Regions from separate parts of the Mus musculus genome. Here region 2 is linked to region 1. A link is a contact called in public Hi-C data. All regions are on one chromosome and are shown on one strand. The core of a region is the stretch at or near the end of the contact, and the rest is flanking DNA. Distances in the headings are between cores, read along the strand shown. Region 1 has its middle 100 kb from the start of Gm42084. Region 2 has its middle 62 kb from the start of 1700071K01Rik.

Evidence for each region. A called contact is a pair of places that touch in the nucleus more often than the background predicts.
Region 2: a Hi-C map of cortical neurons shows a contact between it and region 1, with 1.6 times the contacts expected there. The contact joins two enhancer-like sites. A contact is called at or near these places in 1 of 15 datasets of contacts at CTCF or cohesin (hippocampal excitatory neurons) and 6 of 484 Hi-C or Micro-C datasets (cerebral cortex, cortical neurons, frontal cortex and 3 more).

What each region holds. Positions count from the first base shown.
Region 1 is chr11:81,361,437-81,366,797 of GRCm38.p6, reverse strand. It overlaps a transcript of Asic2 not described here. Among named protein-coding and RNA genes, the nearest start is that of Gm42084, 100 kb to the right of the region's middle. Within about 2 kb of position 3,872, at least 9 of the 459 cell types and tissues checked have an H3K27ac peak or open chromatin away from gene starts, as enhancers often do. A contact at or near this core is called in cortical neurons, where this site is marked.
Region 2 is chr11:81,508,770-81,513,857 of GRCm38.p6, reverse strand. It overlaps a transcript of Asic2 not described here. Among named protein-coding and RNA genes, the nearest start is that of 1700071K01Rik, 62 kb to the left of the region's middle. Within about 2 kb of position 1,272, at least 16 of the 459 cell types and tissues checked have an H3K27ac peak or open chromatin away from gene starts, as enhancers often do. A contact at or near this core is called in cortical neurons, where this site is marked.

The sequences.
Region 1 (5,361 bases), core at 2,623-5,122:
GACAATCTGTGTTGCACAGTCCCCAGAATCAGCCCCCAGGGAGCATCACCTTAACTCTTCTCTCTGTGGGGGGCTGACTCTGCAGCCTGCCAAGGCACTTACCCTCTCTGATGAATGATAAACATGTCTGCAGCAGGCACAGAGCCCATCAGCCAGTTCTGATTTGTCTGCTAATTGGACCTGGGGCTAGACTGGCATGCCTGTCTGTTGGTAGGTTAGTAAAGTGCACGGGAGGGAAGGATTCTGAGACTGGAGTCCTAGAGACCAAGGTGTGGGTCCTGATGCTTATGAACCTGTTGACCTTAGGGAAGAAGTTGTTCGTAGTCTCTAGGCATCCCTTACTTCTCTGTGCAATGGGCATCATGCAACCTGCCCCTTAGATGGATACTACCAGAGTCCAAGTTAGAAGAAGGTTTTGAACCCGTGACAAATAAAATATGATGCTCTCATTTAAAACCTTTACAAGGCCTTTGTGCTTGAAGTCCAAAATGACACAGCGCCAGCCACCCTTACCGCCCTTCTTCCATATGAGCTTTCTCTACTCTCTTGGTGGAATCAGTTGGCTTTTATGGAACTCTTTCTCTGAGTTGGGCATTGAGCTCAGCAGCAGACATTCACTATCTTGTATGTTCCTCCCAACATTCCTACTGCTAATGTGACCAACTAGAAAGGAAAGCTTGGGAGCTTCAAAAGGCAGACCCAAAGACTTCCCTACTAGTGTGGGAGCAGAGATATCAATGAACTATAGAGATAGACTGTTTTCTCATCTTCCTCTCATCCCCTCCACCCACACTAGGAGGGCTCTGAACATCCTATAACTTCTCAAGAGCCCTTCTCACCATTCCCCTTTGCTTGGCGGTCTCTCCTGCTTGGCATTCATGCCTATGTAATGTTTTGCTTGAAGTCCATTTTCCAGACTACCTCCTCAGACTGTACCCCAATGGCAGGCAAACATTCTTTTCTCCCTTGTCCAGGCTTCCAGAACCTGGTTGCCACTGTCAGCCCTGAGATGCTGTCACACCACACTCCTGCCACACATTGTCAAGCAGGTCACAGTCCTGTTAGTGTACTTTGTCATCTGCTATGGTATCATGACCATCACAGACCCTAGGGGCTCCTTGCCAGAAAGGACTCTTCCTTCACTTGTCTTTCCATCCCTGGGCCACCATGCACCAGCACACAAGATTCAAAACTGCTCTGCAAATGAAGGAGAAAGGGGGAAGGGTGGAGGAAGAGAGAAAGGGAGGGAAGAACATGAAGAAGGAGGAGGGGAAAGAAGAGAAAGGAGGAAGAGAAGATGGAGGAAGGCAGGATAGGCAGCAGTGGAAAGCAGAGGGATGAAGGAGAAAAAGAGGGCCTTAGGGAGGAGGGTGGGGATGAGTCTATTTCTAAGAGTGTTAATTCAATAAATTCTGCTAAGAATGGTCATCAAATGATGTTTTTCTTGTTGGGGACCTGTCTAGACCATGGTTTGCTTTTGTATAATCTTGGACTACAAAAAAAAGGCTTTTATATTTATTTTCAAAACTACAAAAGGAAGAAAAAGAGACACATAGTATCTGAAAGAGACCATGAATTTAAAATATTTATTACCTGTGTTCATGATAGAAATGTTTGTTGAACCACCTAGCACAAAAGGAGGAAAACCTCCAAGTCGAAAGAAGTTGCAACTCAGTTAAATAGGAAAATATCCACCTTGGAGGTGCAAACCCAAGAGAAGAGAGTGGTCCCTTCCCTGGCGTGGAGAGCCCCAGAGTGGTGATAAGGGTAAGCTGCCCACCTCTGTCTCAGCACGGGATTCGTGGAGCCTCACTTGCAATGCAGTGCAGACACTCACAGAGCAGCTAAAGGGGGCTAAGTGGATATCCTACCCACCTGTCCAGAAGCAGCGTGGCTAAAGCAGCCAGTTTGACGGACTAGTACAGGCACTGTGATAAGGATGGAGATGCAGTGACTCCAGTCTCCCGAGGAGAAGAGTCCCAAGTCTCTTAGTCTCAGTGAAGATGACAGGACATGTACTCAATCATCTGGCCATTAAGTGGTCTCCAACTTTCACTTGCTAAAACTCTTAGATAGTTTATTTTTATTTTATTTTACTTTTTGCATGTATGTGTGTTTGGGTCTAAGTGTTTATGCACATGAGTGTACTACCCACAGAGGCCAGCAGAGGGCACTGGATTTCCGCAGAACCATAATTACAGGTGGCTGTTAGCCACCTGATGTGCTGGAGACTGAACCTGGGCCCTCTGCAAGACCAATAAACACCTTTAACCACTGAGCTATCTTCCTAATGATGATAGGACTTTCTCCAAGAAGCCCATCCTCTTCTCAGATGGTGTTCTGAGCATGCGTTTCCTCTGTAAATGGTGACCATAACCAAGCTCGTATTAGTTATTGAGTATCTGCTGTGTGGGAGGCAATGGGTGAGGTGTTTTTCCTATATCTACATTATCTCAGAGATGAAGATCAATATCTCCATTTTACACCTGAGAAAATTGAAGGCTGGAGAAATCAATGAGCAGGTGACTATCAAATGGCAGGGACAAACCTGGTAAATTAGCCCCAAAGCCTAATTTTTTCTATATAGCTCAATTAGTTGTGTTTGTATATGACACAACTAGATTTTGTGTATGCACATACATAATTAGTGTCGACTAAGAGGATTGGATTCATATGTATTGATTGATTGATTGATGTCTGAGACAGGTTTTTAGGAGGAGTTTCTGTTTCTCTCTCTGTCTCTCTGTGTCTCTCTGTGTCTCTCTGTCTCTCTCTGTGTCTCTCTGTCTCTCTCTGTCTCTCTGTCTCTCTCTCTCTTACACATACATCTACTACTGACTTAGTTCTTTGTCCAGCCTCTTCTGTACCCTGTATCTGTAGATCTGATACTCTAGATCGACTCCAGACCTCATGTTTATTTCCATTTCATCAAGAACTTTTTTAGCACTTATTTCATAAAGAGATAAGTGGGACGGGGGAGTGCCTTTTCTAAGATGCTAGAAGTCTAGTGAAGGGGCAAACAAATATTCAATCTAAAAGAGAAGCGCAAGCTAACAAACCATTGGCTATCATGGCCACTAGCCTCAGGATTAGAGCAGTTGTAGATCTAGACATTGTTCTCCAAGAGTTCTTTTCTTACCCTGGGCTTGGCCATTCAAAGTAACAAGAGCTTACAGATGAGGGAGAACAGAGTGTACATCCCTGCACAGAGACATCAGGGTATTGGAAAGCTGAGTGATCTGCATGGATGGAGCTTCAGCCCTTATCCAAGAAGGAAGTGGAGGAAGCAGAAGCCAGATCCCTGGGGCTATCTTTGTAATACACAGAGAGATATATAATTTGTATGAACAACAATGAACATGAAGGGTTTAAGTAGGATATAGGCAGATTAGAATGTGAACAGACCTGAATATCATATGAAACTGGATTACGTGTGCAAGGGGATCTGTCAGCTTAAGTTGGAGAAAACACCTACAAAGGTATGGAAAATTGCACTGCAAGATGGTTGATGGAACCAGAATGTCTTGGTACCTTATTGGGTGAGACAGAGGAAGGAGGGAGGAATCTTTGTTAGAAGTCTCCGAGACCCCCACTACATTCCTCCTTTAGAGAACTGGTTACTTTCTTTGGAGAGCTGGCTCCTTCTCAGCCTATGGCTGGGATCTATTCTTGATGCCTGAACCCACACAAATCTCAGATTATACCTATGTAGGCTCACTGCAGTTATGCCCTACCTCCACATCAAAATGACTGTCCAAACTGTCAGCATCTATTAAATATGCCGTATTAACAGCCCTTGGTCAGTCACTTCCTCTATATCTCATCCTCCCCAAACAGAACCTGATGGCAGCAACACCCACCCACCCCTGCTCTGGCATCGCTAACTCCACCCTCCGCCTCCAGGCCCCCACACAAAGCTGGTGAAGAAGGCTAATATGGTAGATTCAAGCTCTCGTGACAGCTAGGAACAATGGACCTGAACCAACAAGATGAAATTTAGCAGAGATAAATGTCAAGTTCTACACAGTGAGCCCAGAAATCAATCACAAGGACAGGATGAGGAGAGCTGATTTGCAGTAATGATAAGGAAACATCTAGGGGGAGTGGCAGAGGAGCTGGACAGGAGCCCAGCTGTCACTAGGAGCAGGAAGCAATGCCTGCGTTCAAAATAGCACTAACAAAGTTCAAGGCTGAATCAACAGCAGTGTCCAGGTAGGGGAAAGCAGCCTCCTGGTATTCGGTTAGGACTGTTTAGATCCCAGCTAAAAGGCATGGGTAGTGCCAGACAAGCATGCCCAGGAGAACAGAAAGTGTTGACTATTGCTATGAGAATGCTTTGAGAAAGCAATTCTGAAATCTTAGAAATGCAGCAATGGCTGGCAGAGCCCAGTGCTTAGCTAATGCAAGTGCTCACCATTATTTTTCTGGTTTCCTTGGTTGCCCAGCACATCAGAAATTATCCCAAGGCTGAGGGGCTGCACAAAACGTCCTCCCTAGTTCTGTAACTGCCCCTTTTCTGGTGATGAAGATAGGAGAAGGGATGAGGTCACGGGGCTGTCGCTGGCATCTCTGTAATGTTATCTTTTTTATCCCAAGTTCTTTGAATTCATCGATCAGTGAAGTGGGTCTGCTGTAAATTCAGTCCCAATGTGCATCCTCATCCTGGAGTGTGGAGTCCTGTCTTTAGGGATTAACTCTGCTTAACCGAGGAAGAAACTGAGAGGCAGGAAAGGCTTGTGGCGTTCTCAAACGTACAGACCATGTTGGTGGCTAAGCAAGGGTTAGAACTGAGATCAGTCAGATGTCCTTTCTGAAAAGTGTCCTGGTGACTTCTATCCTCCCCGAACTGCTCACTGCTTCTAGGGGCAGTGATGGAAGATCTGGAAACAGGGAAGTGGGAGGAGAGGAGGACGAGAAAAGGGAGAAAAGAAAGGAAAAGAAGAAGAGAAAGAGACGGTGGAGAAGGAGGGCATGGAGTGGTAATGGAGGAGGAGAAAGTGGTGGAGGTGGAAGAAGAAGGGAGACACTGGCAGGCAGTGGTTGCAACAGCTGTAGTAAAGGTGACAGAACACAGGCCAGCGACCTGAATGCTTATGACCAGGAGGCTGTGCTCAAGGCATCTGCTAGCCACAAAACTGCTGTTTGCCTCCGTGAAGTGATCCAATTTCTTGGGTAATTTCCCCCGAGGACCCTGGATCCTGGATCATCTCTGACCACCCCATCCACTGCTGCCAGAGGAAGAATGAGGTAGGGTAGGCTGACTCCTCTGTTGGAGGTGGGCTCTGTTGATTTGATTGCTGGTAACTTCAGCTGCCGCCCTGGGTTAGAAACATAGGCTTGCCTTTAATGGCCCCAGTTCTC
Region 2 (5,088 bases), core at 23-2,522, 150 kb before region 1:
GAGAACTTTTCATCTCATTCAATCCTCTGGCTTCCCCCTCTCCAGGAATAATAATAGCAAGGGTCTCATTCACTAAATAAAGCTTAAGGCCTGAAGTCTTTTGCAGTCTAACACCTTCATTCTATACTTGCTGAGCCCCCTGGAACCAAAGGTATTATTTTCCTTTTTCCACTCCAGAAAGGCCACCAAGATAAACCCTTGCCAAGGATATCTGACTAGGAACTGGCAGGGTTGGGATTTAGTTCTTACTTTTAGAGTTTCGGTGTTTGCAGGGCTAGGTATGAAACATGGGTCTTCATATACACCAAGACAGTCACCACGGAGCCCTATCACAAGGCTCCATTCCCAGCCTCTTAGACACCAGCTTCTGACCGCCTTCAGCCTTATCAGTCTATGTTCTAGCTCCCAGCATGTGGTCTTACTCTTCCTAGTCACTGCACGGCATCACTGGAGGCATGCATGGGAGAATTTATGAAGTCATATGTCCTTTCTCCATGGATGGCATTTCCCCTGGCTGCCAAGGGGGCAGTCTCCCTGAGGGCAGGGAGAAGATTCACCAGCCATCAGCATCACACCTTGAATTAGCCCCAGAGCTGACAGATGACTGGCCCCAGATCTCTCTACATGTGTCAGCAAGAAAGGAAGTAGCAGAAAGAAACTTTCAAGCTGTGGTTGACAACATGAGCTCTGGATCTGGGTTGTTCTGGGATCTACTCTACCTCATATGCCCAATTTCATACCAGACAGGAGCCTTTCTGAACCTGCTCACTCCACTGTAAGCTAGAGGAAAGGAGAGGAGCTACCCAAGGGGCTACTAGGAGCTTGACACCCCACCATGACATGACTGCTCCTCAGTGTGTTCACTATGGCTAATGAAACTGTACAGGAGTTTAAAGTGGACCCCAGAGTACTAGACTCTGCTTACATTGCCCAGCCAGCACTCCCAGAAAGACTCCAGCAGGACCACACATCCCTTTCTTCTTTCTTGCCTCACATCAGACCCTGAGAGCATCCTCTGCCTTCCTCCACATTTTTTACTTTCTGATCCTGTTGTTTTAAGACCTAAATACTAGATAGACCCACTACCCCATATTCCAGTTCCTGCTGGAAGCCAGTTGGACCTAGGGTAACAGGAACGTTGGTTGGCAGCTTCCTCATTTCCCAGATGGACAAGCAGATGAGGCCCTTCTATTATGGGATGAGTTAATGAGTCCTGCGCATGCACAACACATATGCACACGTGTGCGTGCACACTGTTCTGGGAATTCTGCCACGCCCTGCCAGAATGATGTGTCCCCATCTGCCTCACAATACCACCGTTCCCAGAACGGTCTGTGCAGGAGAACGGAGGCTGTATCTTCGGACCCACTCTTTTGCCATGCCCCTTTTATTTTTCTAATTCCTGACACGAAGCAGCCCTTTGCAAGAAGGAGCAGAACCAGACCCCAAATATGGACGTGACTATAACTGAAGCATATGGTTTATACTTTCATCTTCCCCTCTGCAGTAGCCTGTGGCTCCTGGAGTCCTAGTTCCATCTTATACCAGTTTGGGCTCTAGAGGAAGGAAAGACAGATGCCTCCCACCCACAATTTCCATGCGAGCTGAGCTGGAAGACCCCTGAGGTTACAATACCACTCTACCCACCCCAGAGGTCTATATGGAGAATACATCTGCTGAAAAGTTACAAGACCTGCTTTTAGGGAACTCTTGGGGTGGGAATTTCACACTCTGCCTGATAATAAATGCTTTCCTTTCTGTTCTCAGTACAAAAAAAAAAAAAAAACTTTAAAATTTTTTTGAAATAATTATAGACTCACAAGAAGTTGCAAAAATTAACAGAGTAGTCCCATATACTTATCACTCAGCTTCTCGAATCATTTTACACAATGTGTTATATTATCAAGAGCAGGAAATTGACATCAGCACAATGCACTTAACTTAACCAATACAATTAACTTGATTATAGACTTTACTCAAATGTCACCCACTCTGTGTATGTGTGTGTGTGTGTGTGTGTGTGTGTGCATACACATGCTCGAAGTTCTATAAAATTTTTATTAGATCTAGAGGGTTTTTAAATTTTTGAGACACTTTCAGATTTATATACAGCTGTTAAAAAAAAAAAAGACAGATCCTGTATGTCTCATTCCCTCTTAGTAATGTCTTTCAAGGTTGTACTGTGACCAAGACATCCCTGCAGGAAGCACACATCACAGCACTGCAGGGGGAGACATTGCATCCCCACAGGAGGCACACACACCACCATCTCCCGGATCCCTGCTCTCTTTTTCAGTAGCTACACCTACGACCCTGCTGTCCACCAACTAGTCACGCAGACTGATTCCTACCGCTTAATTCACTATCTTGAAGCTGTTTAAACTGCACTAGTTGCTGTGCCTATTTTAGAATAATTTATCCTTATCTATAAAAATCTTTCTTGGGTTTTACTAGGAATTGCAGTAATCTCAAAGAAATCAATTAGAGTGAAAAACTGATATGCTTAATCCATCAATCTGTGAACATGGCTACATATCCCCATTTAGTAAGATGTTTGCTTCATTTTTATAAAAATATGTCATTGAAAACATACAGACTCAGTGCATATTTGGACTATAAACACTTCGGGTTTTAGCAACCATAAATAATAATATTTTGTTTTTTTTTTTTATTTCACCTGATGATACTTTTAGTGCTGATTGTATTGATGGGTCTTGCTGTCTTGGTTGGGGTGTGAAGTACCAAAGAGTCTCAGACAGTGTGTCTCTCGTTATAACTCTGAGGATGTTTCCAGAAAATATTACCTTAGGGAGGAACACCCTCCCTGAATGAGAGTAGCACCATCCAGTCGTCTGAGACTCTAGACAGAGGAAAAGTGGCAAAGGAGAGTCTAAACTGTCTTCCTCTGTACCCCAGACTTCTGAGGTGAGTGAACCTGTCACATCCCCCTGGATCCCCAAGGTGTCACAGTGTGCTGCATAACTACAGGTCCAGGACACAGACAAGTGACTGTCTTAGTTTTGTTTCCTGTTGCTGTGATTTAATACACACACACACACACACACACACACACACACATATATATTAATATATATACCTCGACAAAAGCAGGGTGCTTATTTGGTCTGTGGTTCTAGGTTCCAGTCATCAATGTGAGAAGGTTAAAGTGGGAAGAGCCTGAAGCGTCTAGTCGGAGCACCTCACAGCCAAAAGTAGGGGGCAATAACTAATGCCTACATGCCTGTGCTCAGCTCTTCTTTTCTTTGGATTCACCCCAGAGCTCAGCCCTCCTCTCCCCTTTCAAGTCACTCCAGGGCCCAGCCCATGCAACGATGCTGCCTACATTCAGGGTGGTTCTTCCTACCTCAAGTAACCCAGTTAAGAAAATCCATCATGGACATGCCCACAGGCCAACCTAATCTAGATAACTCCTCTTCGACACAGCCTCCCTAGGTGATTATACATTATGTCCAGCCCATCCCAGAGCCCATGAGCTGAAACCTCGAGACCCAGGGGCCCAGGTTAATCCTTCTTCCTTTAGGCTGTTCTCTCAGGTATTTTGTTATACCACCAACTTCCACTAATACACTAGGGTATAGGAACAAAATTGGTTTTCGTGTGCTGATCTTCCATCTCAGACTATTGCTGAACTCACTTCCTAATTCCCCGAGGTTGTTCTTAACTTCATAGGTGACAATCATATCATTTCAAGTAGGGGTACACCCAGTTCTTCCTTTATGACCCCCTTCCTGTCTGTTATCTCCCTTTCTTGCCTGTTGCACTGTCAAGAGACGACAGCACCGATTTTGCACAAACGTGAAAGGAGAGGCTAACTCTGCTTCCAGGGCTTAAAAAGCATTCAGTCATTCACTGTAGCTGAACATTGCGACTTTGTGCATTCCTCTTTTCCCTACTCTTTATCCCCCACCCCCAGTTTCTCCCCCTAACACTAGATAGGAGAGAAAGAAGGATAGAGGGAGAGTGAGTGAGGGAGGGAGGGGGGGAGGGGAGGGAGAGATCAGTGAACCTAATTTCTTTCTTTTTGTTTCTTCTTTGTTTGTAGTCTTTGTTACTTTGTGGGTTCTTATTTTCCCACCCTTTAACCTCCCCCAACCCCAGTTTCACTCCCTATCACTAGATAGGAGAGAAAGATAAGGAGAGGGGGGTGTCCGTGAATCTAATTTCTTTCTTGTTTCTTCTTTGAGCATAAATACTAATAAAACATAACTAATCCCCCTGAAGAACCATCAACCCCACCTACTGAGGCTTTAGCATTTATATAAGCTCTGAAAATTCCCAGAATTCCAAATATCACACAATTGCAGAAACTATCTGAAACTGGCAAAAAAAAAAAAAAAAAAAAAAAAAGCCTCTGCTAGAGCATGAGGCAAATCATAGCCAACTGCTGCAGACAGTCCGAAGCAGCCCCATATTCACACACCTGGGATTAAAATGAAAAATATCGTTATAATATTTTCGTGTTTTTTAAAGAAACCAAAATTCTAGAATTGTCACTACAACTAGCCATTAAGCACGTAAGAGGTGGAGGTTCTATAGGATGCTTTTCATCAAATGGAGGAAACTTCTCTAGCTCTGCTTTTCTGAGAATTTTTTTATATCATGAGTAGGTTCTCAGATTTTTTTAAAACAATATAGCTTCATAATGTCTAGAGATCAAATTCTTCCGGATGCATCTCCTGGAAGTGCACACTGCACTGAATAGTTTGCACGGACCATGGTTCTGCAAGTGAGCCGGGACTGCATTCTTAGGAAAAACTGTGCTTCTCATTTTACACGGGTCTGGCAAGGCTCCAGTATTTCAGCCTCTGTGTGCAGCTCTCACTGCATTCCATGCAATCTGGATTTCTGGGGTTGAGCTCTGGAGGTTGTCGTGAGAGAGGCCCACTTTGGTTTTGTTAGCCTGGCTTGGAAAGGGGGACCTTAGAAGGCTTTGGCAGATTGGCAGCTCAGGCTGCCCCCTGTTTCGCTCCTTACTTATATGCCATAGATAGTTACCAAACACTTCCCATATGGAGGACTCCAATATACAGGGGTTGGGTTACTATAGTGATCACCTTCAAAGGCAGG